2 separate regions of the Mus musculus genome follow, and region 2 is linked to region 1. The links are chromatin contacts, called in public Hi-C maps. All regions are on one chromosome and are shown on one strand. The core of a region is the stretch at or near the end of the contact, and the rest is flanking DNA. Distances in the headings are between cores, read along the strand shown. Region 1 overlaps Lrguk (leucine-rich repeats and guanylate kinase domain containing). Region 2 has its middle 46 kb from the start of Akr1b3.

Region 1 (6,973 bases), core at 2,743-5,242:
GTGAGTATCTGTTTGCATGGTGGTTTTGGCAGAGACCTTGCTCATAGGAGATTTGAGATGGCACATTGGACACTGCAAAAACTGTTTCTGCCCATGGGTGAGATCTGGAACCAATAAGGGAGACCTAAAAATTTCTGCTACGTTTGGTATCATGTCTTTGTCCAGCTTTCTTGTTTATTTCTTTCCCTAATACAGGTCTTTTTTGGATTAGATTCTAGCCTTGAGTTATCCATTTCCATGCTAAGAGTTAGAGGACGGCCGCATGTGATTGTAATTTAGTGATGATATGAGTGCCTTCTGATTGGGAGAATAGCTCATTCACACCCTTTTAAAAACAACTAAAATTGTTCTTTGACAGCCTGCATGTATACAGTGCGTCCTGGCTGTTTCTATCCCCACCCACTCTCATCTCCACCCTACCCCTGTCTTACTTACCAGACCGCTTTCCTTCACTCATGTATTTTCATTCTGTTTTGTAACTCACTGAATTTAACAAGGGCTGTCTGTGTGGTCATGGATTTAAAACTATCCATTGGAGCCCGGTGGCTCATCAGTGAGTACATAACTCAGCTTTGGAGCTGCAGTTTTTTGGGCACAAGATAAACTTAAAATGTGATCGGCGAGAACAGAAACCACAAATGATGTTAGCCTTCCAGCTTTCTCTATATGAATGAGAGAAGAGAAGCCAATACGAATTGGAAGGACTGCTCCCTTCTATGAGAGGGTGGTGGCCTTACTACTTGCTCCAGAGGACACCTACAAGGTGATAAAGCCCCATTCCCATTGCCTCAGCAGGATGAGCGTGTCTTCCAAATCCCTGTCTGAGAGGAGCCCCATGGTTTCTCGTGGACATCGTTAACTAACAGAGGGCAGCATGCACAGCCCAGGAGGCAGCTCTGAACTGCTGTTTCCTCCCATAGTTTAAATGAGTCACATAGAGACGCACGCGCTATTCCTTTATCATTCTATGGAATTGGTATTTTATCTATATGAAAAACATATCAAGATTTGGGGCTTATCCTGTGTGGGGTACATAACATTCCCTTATTTAAACTCTTGTCTGATTTTTCTAGTGATTATTTAACCCTGATTTAGTGTGTGTGTGTGTGTGTGTGTGTGTGTGTGTGTGTGTTTTCCAAGGTGCTTGTGTGAATGTCAAAGGACCACTTTTAGGAATTGGTTCTCTCCTTCCATTATATGGGACCTAGAGATTGAACTCCGGCTACTCATGTTTTTACCTGCTCAGCCAACACCCTGGCCCAAACTGTGTGTGTGTGTGTTTGTGTGTGTGTCATCTTTCCAAAAACTTTGAATAACATTTTCCTTAAACATAGTCATCACGTACAGACAACGAGATAGAAGAAATCACTGGGCTAGAGAACTGCATCAGCCTGACCCACCTTAGTCTGGCTGGCAACAAGATCACTACCATCAAAGGCTTAGGGACATTACCCATCAAAGTGCTTTCTTTGGTGAGTCCAACATGACATCATTCTTTGTAGAAGTGGTGAATATTGTTTAAGAAGTGTTTGAATTGTGACTGCTTAGAATTTTTCTTTGCTCCTTATGGTGTCTGGTATGCATGCATGTCTGCCCCCCACCCTTTTTCCTCCCTCCCTCCTCCTACCCCCACCCCTTCTCCTTCTCTTGTTTCATCTGTCTGTGTGTTTCATCAATAGTCCATGTTCAAGTAAAGCCAGTTCCATATTTGGTATCCAGGGTAAAAAAAAATTTAGACAGTTGATTTTCTATGCTGTGAAAGAAGGTATATTTTTACAAGTAGTTTTTAATATATATTTCATTGGTAAAAATAACATCTGTGCTAGAGAGCATGTTTATTGCTGCTCAGCCTTTACTGGACATAAATGGACCACGAAATGCTTCCTAGCCACTGAACTCAGGCAGCCCATCATACACAAATGTGTGCTAGTCTCCTGCTCTAGGAGTTGTAATTTGTGCTGAGAATAAAAACGTAGTTCCTGTCAGAAAGATTCCATCTGATTACCGTTTCCCAAAGAAAGTGGCTTTTTCAGCCCTATGGCATGCCCCAAGACCAAAACTCAAATGCAAATGGAGACTGTTCACCAATAAGATTCAAAGATACACATGATAGTTATAAATTAACGATCCGGGTTACTAGTATCTGAGAGAGGGTGCTGATGTTGTTTATATACATATTTTTCTTTCTTTCTTTTCTCCTCCCTCTTAGCCTTAGGTTCTCTTGGCCTTTATTATACCCACCAGAGGGTAGGCAGGAAGCATTTCATCATGGCGTGCATCTTAGTAATGTTATGTCTCTCTCACAGGAGAGTGTTTAACATGAATTAATGAATTGGGTTATGTGTACATTTTTTTAAAATTTAAAATTATTTTTTTATTTTTTACGTATGAGTGTTTTGCCTGCATGAATATCTGTGTACTGCTTTCATGCCTAGTGCCATGGGAGCAAGAAGAGGATGTAGAATCCCCTGAAACTGGGGTTACAGACAGTTGTGAGCTACCATAGTTGTGAGCTGGGAATTAAACCTGGAAAAGTGGCTAGTGCTCTTAACTGCTGAGCCATCTCTCCAGCCTCTTGCGCACATTGTTTACATACACGTAGAAATTCTTTACTTAACCATAGATCACTGATGCTTGGTTCCTCTTAAAGCTCAAAATGCTATCTAAAGACTCCTCTAGCCCTCCATAAAATTTAGTGAGGGCAGAGGGCAGGCATTCTCCTACCATATATACAGAGGTTTCATAGCTCACCTGAGATTTTATGTTTTCTGCCTGCTAAGACATGCTAGCAAAATGTCAGTGAAGGAGAATCTAATAAATTAGATATAAAACTTTCAGTTATAAAATAAAGTCAATCACATTGGAAAATTTCAACTATCTAAAGAGTAGTTGTTAGTATATTGCTATTTTGCTCACCATTTTGAAATTTCTCAGAAATTTATCTTCTCTCCCCTCTCCCCTCTCCCCTCTCCCCTCTCCCCTCTCCTCTCTCTCGTTATATTTTACCATATTGGTTGGAACTTGCTATGAGGACCAGGCTGGCCTTGAACTTGTGATGATCTTTTTGCCTCTGCCACCTGATTGCACTTGATTGCAGCTGTGAGCCTCCACTGCAGACTTTTCCATGTGTCTCGTCTGTATTGACAGTCCCATCGACCTGCAGTAGAGTGGAAAGACATGAGTGTTACGGGGGTGGGGGACAGTTATTATTAAAACAGTGCATTCCTTTTTTCCTGCTCTTCAATAACCACACGCCTGCCACTGACACTATCACTTTTTACCATTTTTGTTTTCTGCCAACAAATGAGATAGATTGCTCTAGTCCCTGCACCCAGCACCCAGGATAGACTAGAAAACACAGAAAATGCTCTTACTTATTTTCACTGAGATTCTGAGAATTGAAAAATTGTTTTTCCCAAATTTGAATAAAATTTATAACCTAAAATGATATACGTTTGCTTCAGGAGTTTTTCTTGACTTTATTTTTAACTCATGGAATCACAACATAATGTGCTTTAGCGATTGGCAAGGAATTTAGTTTGCAGCATAGCAAGAAGAGCAGTTCACCTACAAACACTTGCCCTTCTACCTCTCTGGGACCTGTAAAAGCTGGCAGGGGAACCTCACAGCGTGCCAGTGGCCACTACATCCTTATTAGAACACAGAACATAGTGACACTGTACTGCAAACTTCACTCTGTCAAAGTAAAAGCCAGTTGGGTCTTCCTGACACACTGGTAAATGGGGAATATTTTCTAATTTAATTTACTTCAAACAAAACAGCTTCTCTCTAACAATGGTGGTTTTTTTTCTTTCTTTCTTTTTTCTTTTCTTTTTTCTGCTATTCACTTGTGAGGCTGGAAGCACTGCGCAGAAACTTCATGTCCACACCCAGGAGTGAGCCTTTGGGTTCTCAGTGCTAGACAAAGGCACTTCCTAGCTGGTTTTCAACCAGCTATTCTGTGCTTCTCAACTTGTCTCAGTCTCTTCCCTTTTATGACCACAGACTATCTAATTAAACTTTTCTGTGCCTCACTCTGCTCAGACCATCTACCACTTTGAAAGCCATCAGAGACACTGAAGAATATTACATCTGTCTTGCACATAGAAAACGCTTCAGAGTCCTTTGGGGGAAAGTGTATTGTATATAGATTGGATATGCGGGCAGTATTTGAATGGGAGGCTGAGCCCTCATTTCAATACATTAAATTGATGATGGTGAGCTCAGCGTGGTCACTCTCCTCTTTTCACTTTTTATAACTTTTTTGAACTTTAAACAGGAAAATTTGATTTCACTTTGGCAAATAAGGTTATGGGTTTTTTTTTCTTTTTATTACATTTTTCCAGCATATAGAGGTAAAAAGAATAGTATAATAAACCCTCGTAGGCTATAACCTACCTTTAAAGATTATTAACATTCTATTATGATATTTTAAGGGCTATAGAGTTACCAGTGAGCACAAATCTGGCTCATTATTAAAATGAAATTTTATGAAGAATAGGCTGAAAATGAGCTCTTGCTATTCAATGTGCCATGGAACATTTACCAGTGAAAATATTCAGATTAAAGGGAATACATTAATTTAATTTTTCAGTTCTTAAGTCAATCTTGAAAGTATTGAATGGTTTTTGTTTGTTTCATTCTGTTTTTGTTTTTGTTTTTTGAGGCAGGGTCTCTCTATGTAGTCCTGGATATTCTGGAACTTGCTATGTAGACCAGGCTGGCCTTGAACTTAAAGAGATCCCCATGCCCCTGTGTCACCTCACTCAGCCAGAAAGTTTAGAATGTTTTAAGGCTAGGTAAGACATAATGTTAGCCGAAAAATTGACATTATGAACTTAAGAGATCCACCTGCCTCTGCATCACCACATCAGGCCCGAGGGTTTTGAATGTTTTAAAAGGGTAGGTAAAACATAATACTAACCAAAAATTTGAAATTATTCTTTATGACAACTTTGGACTCAAACCAGAGGTTAAATTTTACTATGACATTTTCCTGTTCCTTAAAACAAAGGAGCCAAGTAATGAAGAGTATGTTGGAAATATTCAAAAATGGAAATTATTCTTATTACTGCTATTGCCCTGGGTGTGTGGAGACTGAGGAAGTGGACAGCCGTTTGGGTACGGGAAACTTCCTCCTATTCTCATTGCCGGAGAAATGCTCATCTGTGAATTATTGAATCTGCTGTGATGACTACATTCTCACCCAATTTAGTCTCGGTGTTTTCCCATACTGGCATTCTTACATGGTGTCCAAGCTGCTCAGACCTGAAAGCAGAAGTGACTTGGTTATATCTTAGAATTAGGACTACACAGTTCTGTCATACACCTTTGGTTAAGGGAGGTCATTATAGGCTAGTGCAGGTTAAAGAGGAGGCACTATGCAAGCGCAGAAATAGCCAGACTCTACCGAGTCAGCCATCACCACCGACTTTGAGATGATGTCACTTTAGACTGTGTCTGTGGACAAGGTGTCTGTGAGTTACAGTATTGGTTTACTGTGATGATGCTAAAAGAGTGTGCAGATCCATGTCGTGTCTTTAGAGACCACAGTCAAGCTGAACTGATGTTCGGGTTTCAGGTGTGTGTCTGAGTTTCTTTCCTAGTGGCACTGATAAACAGCTTCGACAAAGCAACTGAAGAGTGTTTCCTCAGCTCACAGTTCTGGGTCACAGCCCATCATAGCAGGGATTGAGGAAACATGTCTAATGGGATTCACAGAATTCACAGAAGCAGAGAGCAATGAATTGGTGCCTGTATGTGAGTACTTAGCTCCTTCTCTAGGATCCTCTGCCTAGGGAATGCTGGTGCCCACAGTGGATGCGGCTTCCACTTCAATCAACATAATCTATATAATCCATCTCAGACATGCCCACAGGCAACCCATCTCACCAATCTTTTCTTTTTTTTTTTTAAATTTTTTATTAGGTATTTAGCTCATTTACATTTCCAATGCTATACCAAAAGTCCCCCATACCCACTCACCCCCACTCCCCTACCCACCCACTCCCCCTTTTTGGCCCTGGCGTTCCCCTGTACTGGGGCATATAAAGTTTGCGTGTCCAATGGGCCTCTTTTTCCAGTGATGGCCGACTAGGCCATCTTTTGATACATATGCAGCTAGAGTCAAGAGCTCCGGGGTACTGGTTAGTTCATAATGTTGTTCCACCTATAGGGTTGCAGATCCCTTTAGCTCCTTGGGTACTTTCTCTAGCTCCTCCATTGGGAGCCCTGTGATCCATCCATTAGCTGACTGTGAGCATCCACTTCTGTGTTTGCTAGGCCCCGGCATAGTCTCACAAGAGACAGCTACATCTGGGTCCTTTCGATAAAATTTTGCTAGTGTATGCAATGGTGTCAGCGTTTGGATGCTGATTATGGGGTGGATCCCTGGATATGGCAGTCTCTACATGGTCCATCCTTTCATCTCAGCTCCAAACTTTGTCTCTGTAACTCCTTCCAAGGGTGTTTTGTTCCCACTTCTAAGGAGGGGCATAGTGTCCACACTTCAGTCTTCATTTTTCTTGAGTTTCATGTGTTTAGGAAATTGTATCTTATATCTTGGGTATCCTAGGTTTTGGGCTAATATCCACTTATCAGTGAGTACATATTGTGTGAGTTCCTTTGTGAATGTGTTACCTCACTCAGGATGATGCCCTCCAGGTCCATCCATTTGGCTAGGAATTTCATAAATTCATTCTTTTTAATAGCTGAGTAGTACTCCATTGTGTAGATGTACCACATTTTCTGTATCCATTCCTCTGTTGAGGGGCATCTGGGTTCTTTCCAGCTTCTGGCTATTATAAATAAGGCTGCTATGAACATAGTGGAGCATGTGTCCTTCTTACCAGTTGGGGCATCTTCTGGATATATGCCCAGGAGAGGTATTGCTGGATCCTCCGGTAGTACTATGTCCAATTTTCTGAGGAACCACCAGACTGATTTCCAGAGTGGTTGTACAAGCCTGCACTCC
Region 2 (6,973 bases), core at 3,212-5,711, 210 kb after region 1:
ATTGGGGCATTCTTACAGTTTCAGAGTGCGACTTTTCATGCACAGAGTATAAGAAAGAAAGAACTCATCCAGCCATACCCGAGAGAGTTGGCATACGTGAACACAAACTCCAGGACTAAGCCATCAGCTAGATGGGAGGGAAGGACCTCTGTTCACAGGCCCGCCATTCTGTAACAAAAGACATTCCCTCTGAAGAGTGAGTCTGGGCCTCTTGGTTTGCAGAGTAAAGAGCTTTTGAATCGTATTGCCAGTGACTGAGACATGCATCCTCCGAATGAGGGAGGCAAGGTCACAAATGCTGCTGACTGGTACTCCTCCCCTCTTCCAGAGCTCACTGCCCCACCTCAGATTTGTCAAGTCCTCACTTCTTCATTTCACCCCTGGGGCAACTGGGAAATGCTGATGATAACTAAACATCTGGCTTGGAGACACAGACCAACATGGGACCCTCCCAGCGTCTGAGGACTCAGCATGTCACTGTCCCTGCAGACCAGCAACCATTCATCATTTGAAGGCGTCACAGGTTGATCCCCTTAGAGATCAACACAGCTTCTAGGGACAATATCTGGAAAGGACAGATACTACAGATGCAAAGTGACACAAATTGAGCAGCTGTATGACAGCATCAGTTTATCCTCTAGAGAACTCAGGAGCCCCTCAGAGGCATCCCACCTTGAGACCACCCTCCCTGTAACTACCAGCCATAGAGATCTGAGAAGATGGGGCTTGGAGTATCTTGGGCTGAGGACAATTCCCAAGTTCAACTGAGAGCCACGAGTGGTCATCACTTTTTGTACCTTGTTGGTATAGTAGTTGATATTGATGACCAATTTGACAGGATCTGGGATCATTTAGGAGACAAGTCTTTGGGCATGTCTGTGATGGAGCTTCTAGAGTGGGTTGCTGAGATGAGGGTGGTACCACTCATAGGCTGGGTTTGGAGTAAGTGGGAGATGGCAAGGTAAACAGCAGCATCTATCTTTCTTTGCTTCATTACTACAGGTGCAATGTGACCAGCTGCTTCGTTCCTACCACCGTACATTCATGAGGCATTGTGTTGGACTTATGCACCATGGTAGACTGCACCCTCAAACTGCCAGCCAAAATAAACCCTTTCTTTCCTAAACCGTCTCCCGTTCTTCACAGTGATGGGAAAGTAACTAATATTCTTGGAGAGTGACTATGTCAGTTGCAAAGAAAGAAGGCCCAGGCAGATGGGGGGCATCTACTTCTGGAGATGTCACTCGCCACCCTCACAGACAACAGCCACTCCTGCAGGATGCCCTCTATAGAGGAACAGAAAGTTTGGATATATGAAATGAAGGTCTTGTCAGACGACATTATTTGTGGCCTTATGTGAATTAGTGCCTTAGCCAGTGCTGTATCCCAGAAGCCTGAAGGAGAATTCTGCTGTCCCCAGCGGCGCTGGAGGGATGACACTTTTACACCAGCCACGCGGCTGTTTGTTTGGATCTCGCCACACTCCTCTGCAGCATTTCATTGTCATGGACATCATGTAGCAGCGAGGCAGCTGAGAGATGGAAATGAGCTCCCAATTTGTCTTTGGAAATTTTTCTCCATTATGAGACTAGAAAGATTAAAGGGATAATAACACCTTATACCCATATCATGCTTCCCTCCCAGCAAAGAGCTTTCATATGCACATTATCTTATTTGAGCCTCGCAATAGTCCTGTGGGATAGTTATAATTGGAATTATTATTCATTTGAGGGGTAAAAAAAGTCTCTATAACTATGGAAACTTATGCCTTTTCCTTACTCATTTTTTAAACCACTAACCTTTCCATTGTCTCAAAATCCTAGAAGGGGGCCAGAGAGGTGGCCCAGCAGGTAGGAGTGCATGCTGGTCTTGCAGAGGATCTGAGTTCACAGCAACTCATATCTCCTGTGACTTTAGTACCGGAGGAATATCAACACCTCTGACCTCCGTGAGCATCTTCACCTATACACACATACCCAAACCTGTGTGCGTATGACAGTTGAAAGGAAAAACAACTTTGTAAAACTTTGGAGGTTTTGGAGGTCTGGGTGGTGGCTCAGCAGCTAAGAGCGCTTACTGTCATTGCAGAGGATCTGGGGTTAGTTCCTAACACTCATATGGTGGCTCACAACTGTCTATGGCTCAAATTCCAGGGTATCTGATGCCCTCCTTGGCTGGCCTCCATGGGCTCTTGCATAAACTCATACAAGCACGTGAGATAAACAATTTCTTAAAATCCAAGAAGGGTATATGAAGCACAGTGATAAGCAGAGAATTCCCGCGCTCAAGGTCAGCTATTTTCTAACAATTTCCCATCTCTGAATTTAGGATGCAAGCGTTAAGACATTGGTATTAGACTGCTGCCAAGCAGAGGCACACAGAAACTGTCCATTTCAGTGCAGCTTGTTTGGGGGTGGTTTAAAAAAAAAAAGAAGACGAAGTAAACTAAAATCATAGATTGTGCACAGCTAGCCGCCCAGTGGGTTACTATAAACTAGGCACAGGGCTAACAAACACTAGGGAGAAATGGCCACATTTGATGAGGGTTCAGGGGAGCCCAGTTGCAGCAGGCTTTCCCAGAAGAGGCACTGGGAGAGCCTAATCCTCGATGGATCCCCTCGAGCAGGTGGAAATGTATCAATGGGACTCGGGCCTGATGTTAATCCTGAGCCTACTGCGCTCCATGCAAGTAAGCTAAAATGAGGGCTGAAACATTCACTGTGTTGCTGTTGCATCCAGATCAGCATTTAGTTCCCAGGCTGCTCCTTCGATGCCAGCCAGCCAACTGAACAGCCTGCTTTTTCTGTGGTCTGTTTTCTAACAGTGTATTGTGTTCTCAGTGTGTGTACTGAATTCGGTAGGACTGGATTAGAATAATGTCTGACTGCAGCTCTCCTTGCAGGAAGAGAGTCCTCCAACTGAGCTCTCCCAGGGTCTTGGGGAGGGAGCCTCTGCTGTGCTCCCTTCTGCACCAACTCAGCCATCCTATGTGCACCCAGGTGATGCATAAGCTGCTCCCAAGAGAAGCAGCAGGCCTTTGAACGAGGTAGTTCTTTTCATAGTTGTTTGTCATGTGTTTTCGTTCCCCTCCTGGGTGGAGTATTACTAACAGGATTAATAAACAAAAAATATCAATACCGTGAATACTGACACATAGATTCTCTAGGAGTGTGATTTATCACTGGCCTTGGGAAGCAAAGTCATGTGACATACCCTTTCATGCTGCCAAGAAGAAAGCAATGTTTTGTGCACATCTGGGGCTCCCATCATCACTTTTTAGGGGTGCAGATGAAGGAGGAGGTGCTAATTCTGGGAGCTTACGTAAACTCCATAGCACCAGTAGCACTTGACATAGGATTTTCTGATCAGGCTGGGTCTTAGAGCTTTTCTCTCTTGTGTAGAGCTGACATTTGAAGGTGCACTTGTTCCACTGCTGGAGAAGTCATTAGCTGAAACTTTAAAGTGAAATTTCCTCCAAAAAGATAAGGATCTTTTTACAGATTTTCAGAGTGTCTAGAGAGATGCCTAAACTCTAAGTACCTGTTTGGAAGTGTGGGGTTGGAATTTGTAAAGTGTGGGGGTTAGATAGGAAGAGGTGATAATTTGAAATAACTGTGGCAGTCCCTTATGCAACAATTTTGGGTGGATGGGGTACGTTTCCAGATTTGACTGTTTTGAGGAATTATTTGTTAAGCGGCATGAATGCATGCACATCTTGTGTGGGAGAGTCAGTCCTTGAAGCATCCTGGGGTCCAGAAGAGACCCTCTGGATAGCAGTTAAGATCTCAACTCCTAGCTTTGAAACTATCATTTCCATGACCATGGGTGTCTTAGTTAGGACTTTATTGTTGTGAAGAGACACCATGACCAAGGCAACTCTTATAAAAAAGAAACATTTAATTGGGGCTGGCTTATGGTTTCAGAGGTTTAGTCTTATCATTGTGGTGGGAAGCATGACAGTATGCAGGCAGACGTGGTTCTGGGAGAGCGAAGACTTTTACATCTTGATCCACATGTGTCAGAAGGGGACTGGGAGCCACACTGGAAGTACTTGAACATAGGAGACCTCAAAGCCTGCCCCTATAGTGACACATTTCCTCCAACAAGGCCACAGCTAATCCAACAAAGCCCTACTTCCTAATAGTGCCACCCCTATGGGCCAAGCACTCAAACACATATGTCTATGGGACCTTTTCAATCCACCACAATGGGTAAGTCATCTATTGTTTCTGTCCCTCTTTTTCCTTATTGATCAAATGAAAAGACAAGAGATTTGTGATAGACATTTTCTCTCCCTCCATGATGCAGATATAGGCCAGATTAGACCAGATTAAAAGTAAATAAAGACAGGTTTATTAGGAAGTGACTCTCCGATGGGTTCACCAATCTCACAGGTGAAGGCGAGTGAAGTCACAAGCCTAGGCTACCGAAGGGGAGTTTTATGGTCCTTAGATGAGAAGGGATGATGAGTCAGCTAGCAGCTGGGGTCATGCTCATATATGCTCAAAAACTGGGCCCCTGGGCTGGCACTCTTGGGAGGGTTGCCAAAACCACAGAGATGGGGGTGGGTGATGGCTTGTTAGTCTGGAGTTTTCTCTATGCATGTGGGGTTGGGGGAAGGAGGACAGACGGGGTTTCCCAGCTTGTTCGGGGGATGAGAAGGGGTTTCAGGCTAACAATCTGTCTCCAGAGTAGCTCAATATTTTACAAATGAGTTTATTTGGGAATCAAAACTTTATAAAGGATGCCATTGCTACTGCCTTTGGTGGCAATCCCCTGAAGCTTGAAGGAGACATGTCCTTCCTATGGGCCATTCTTCATCTAAAAGGGGAACCTGGAGGACTAGGGAGCCAGGGAACAGCATCAGGATCCCTGGGGGACAGTAAGGTGGGATTTACCATTGGTGCTGGAGAGCTAAGATATCCCAAGAGACAGTTAGACACTGCCAACCAGATGCCACTATTTCTGGTCTCTCCATCCTCTCTCCTGCCTTTTCTTGCTAAGACTCCCCTCTTATTGGAAGTTTCTGTTTAAGGAACAAAAATCTCTGAGGGACAGAGGCATACTAAAAGGAACAGGAAACTTACGTGTGCAAAGCTGTAACCGGAGAGAGAAGCTAGCCCACTTCCTCAGTGAGCAGGAGAGGGAACCCAGCCCACCTCTTCACTGTAAACAAGAGAGGGAAGCCAATCAGCCTCTTCAGGGTAGTGGACAGAGATAGAAACAAGGTCTAGAATGGGATAACAGTAGAAGATTCCAGAGCAACATGATATCAGCTGTAGGGAGCAGATGTCCCAGGTAGCCCTAAGATGTCTGTGTTTTTCAGAAGATCTGAAAATAGGAATGAGGTTATGAGCACTGGCCTGCCATTGCTGCTGAAGAGGCCAAGTGTGGCTAAGCTATGTTCCTCCAAAAGTATTCAATTTCCTCAGAACCCATGTATACCATGGGGAAAAAAAGCTTATGTCCCATATCCATCCATCCATTCACCCACCCATCCATACATATACCCATCCATCTATCCATCCATCCATCCACCCATCCATAAATGAGTTCATGTCCTATACCCATCCCTCCATCCACCCACCCATCCATCCATCTACCCACCATTTACCCATAAACAGCTTCCAAGAGTATGCTGTGTGGCTGAATCCTCACAGATCCAACAGAGAGCACAAGGCTTGAAACCTCCTGGATCCAGAGAGCCCAAGTTCTACTGAGATGGACACTCCTTAGGTATAAGAAAAACAGTGAATCAGAAGCAAGTGGTGAGATGTGTTGGGAAGAGAACAGAGCAGAGCCCAGTGCTGGAATATATGGGGAAGGCTGGTTTCATCCTGGGATGAGATGTGACATCTAAATTGACACTGACGTAAGAGTAGAGGATAAGACCTAGGCGCCTCAGATGGAAAGCTTATCCCCATGCAGTGGGAACAGACTTCAGAAGGCCTGAAGTAAGAGCATCCCTTCTGTGTTCCAGGCTAGCAACCATGTGGATCCTACAGAGGGAAGGAGGGGAGGTGACAAGGAGGAAGAGGAGGAGAAACATAGAGACAGACAGAGACATTTAGGAAGCAAAGTTTCAAAGGCCATCTGACTAGTCCCTGGACCACACTGAGACCTCTGTTTCATTTTAGATGCTGGAGAGGGTGTGTGTTCTACATTGTCCAAGAGTCAGTCTGACTAGTGTGTGGGAAAACAGGGAACCAGAGATCCTCTGGTTGTTTCAGTCCTCCAAGAAAACCAGCGGTAAAGGTCTGGCTGGTGGCAGCAGAGATGGTAAACATGCTCACATCCTAGAAATATTTTTATATTCTATTTTTATATTCCAGTCCTCATTCACTGGTGAGTTAGCTTTGGAATGTGAAGAAGGAGTTGGGCATGGCTCCAGTGCTGGCCAGGGCAACTGGGCAAATGCAGGAGCCATTCAAATGAGCCATTCATTGAGTCAGTGAAGACTGGAGACAGCAGTTCAGAGGGGGGTGGAGCCCGCAGTTGGGGATGTGAGCCCTGGGGTGACTCAAACTTCCAAGAAGGGGTGCTATGCAGTAGGGGAAAGCCCCAGGATTGTACAAAGATAATCATAAGTGATACAAATGATCACCCTAGGGCATAAAGATTTTAATTTTTATGCTTTTTGGGGTACACTCACTTACATTGAAAGGTCAGTCAGTGTGTGTCTGTGTCTACAGATGGCTGTAGACTGGCATACTCTACTTGGTGAATACATGCCTGCATTTCTGCAAAAGAGGTATCTATAGAGCAGAGACTAGATCATTTATTCTCAACACTGACCAGATATGAACCTCTACATTAACTATCACCCTCTCCAAAAGAGGAGTGTCTCTATAATCTACTAAAATCACCACTACCCAGGAGTTAAAGGTTTCTATAAACCCAGACATGAGCACCGTGAACTAAGCAGCTGTGCTTCCAATTATACTGGTACTTTCTGGAGTTTTATCTTATGCCC

The links. Hi-C and Micro-C count contacts between places; a contact is called where the count stands out from the background.
Region 2: a Hi-C map of the HPC-7 cell line shows a contact between it and region 1, with 2.2 times the contacts expected there. The contact joins two enhancer-like sites. A contact is called at or near these places in 1 of 39 promoter capture datasets (the 3T3-L1 cell line), 1 of 15 datasets of contacts at CTCF or cohesin (embryonic stem cells), 24 of 484 Hi-C or Micro-C datasets (B cells, the Ba/F3 cell line, the C10 cell line and 12 more), 2 of 115 datasets of contacts at active chromatin or transcription factors (the NIH/3T3 cell line and embryonic stem cells) and 1 of 9 other capture datasets (embryonic stem cells).

The regions. Positions count from the first base shown.
Region 1 is chr6:34,054,724-34,061,696 of GRCm38.p6, forward strand. Lrguk (leucine-rich repeats and guanylate kinase domain containing) reads left to right here. Exons shown (of 20, transcript NM_028886.1): 6 at 1,348-1,472. Among named protein-coding and RNA genes, the nearest start is that of Gm38786, 28 kb to the left of the region's middle. Within about 2 kb of position 3,993, at least 4 of the 459 cell types and tissues checked have an H3K27ac peak or open chromatin away from gene starts, as enhancers often do. A contact at or near this core is called in the HPC-7 cell line, where this site is marked.
Region 2 is chr6:34,268,155-34,275,127 of GRCm38.p6, forward strand. No RefSeq gene overlaps it. Among named protein-coding and RNA genes, the nearest start is that of Akr1b3, 46 kb to the right of the region's middle. Within about 2 kb of position 4,462, at least 27 of the 459 cell types and tissues checked have an H3K27ac peak or open chromatin away from gene starts, as enhancers often do. A contact at or near this core is called in the HPC-7 cell line, where this site is marked.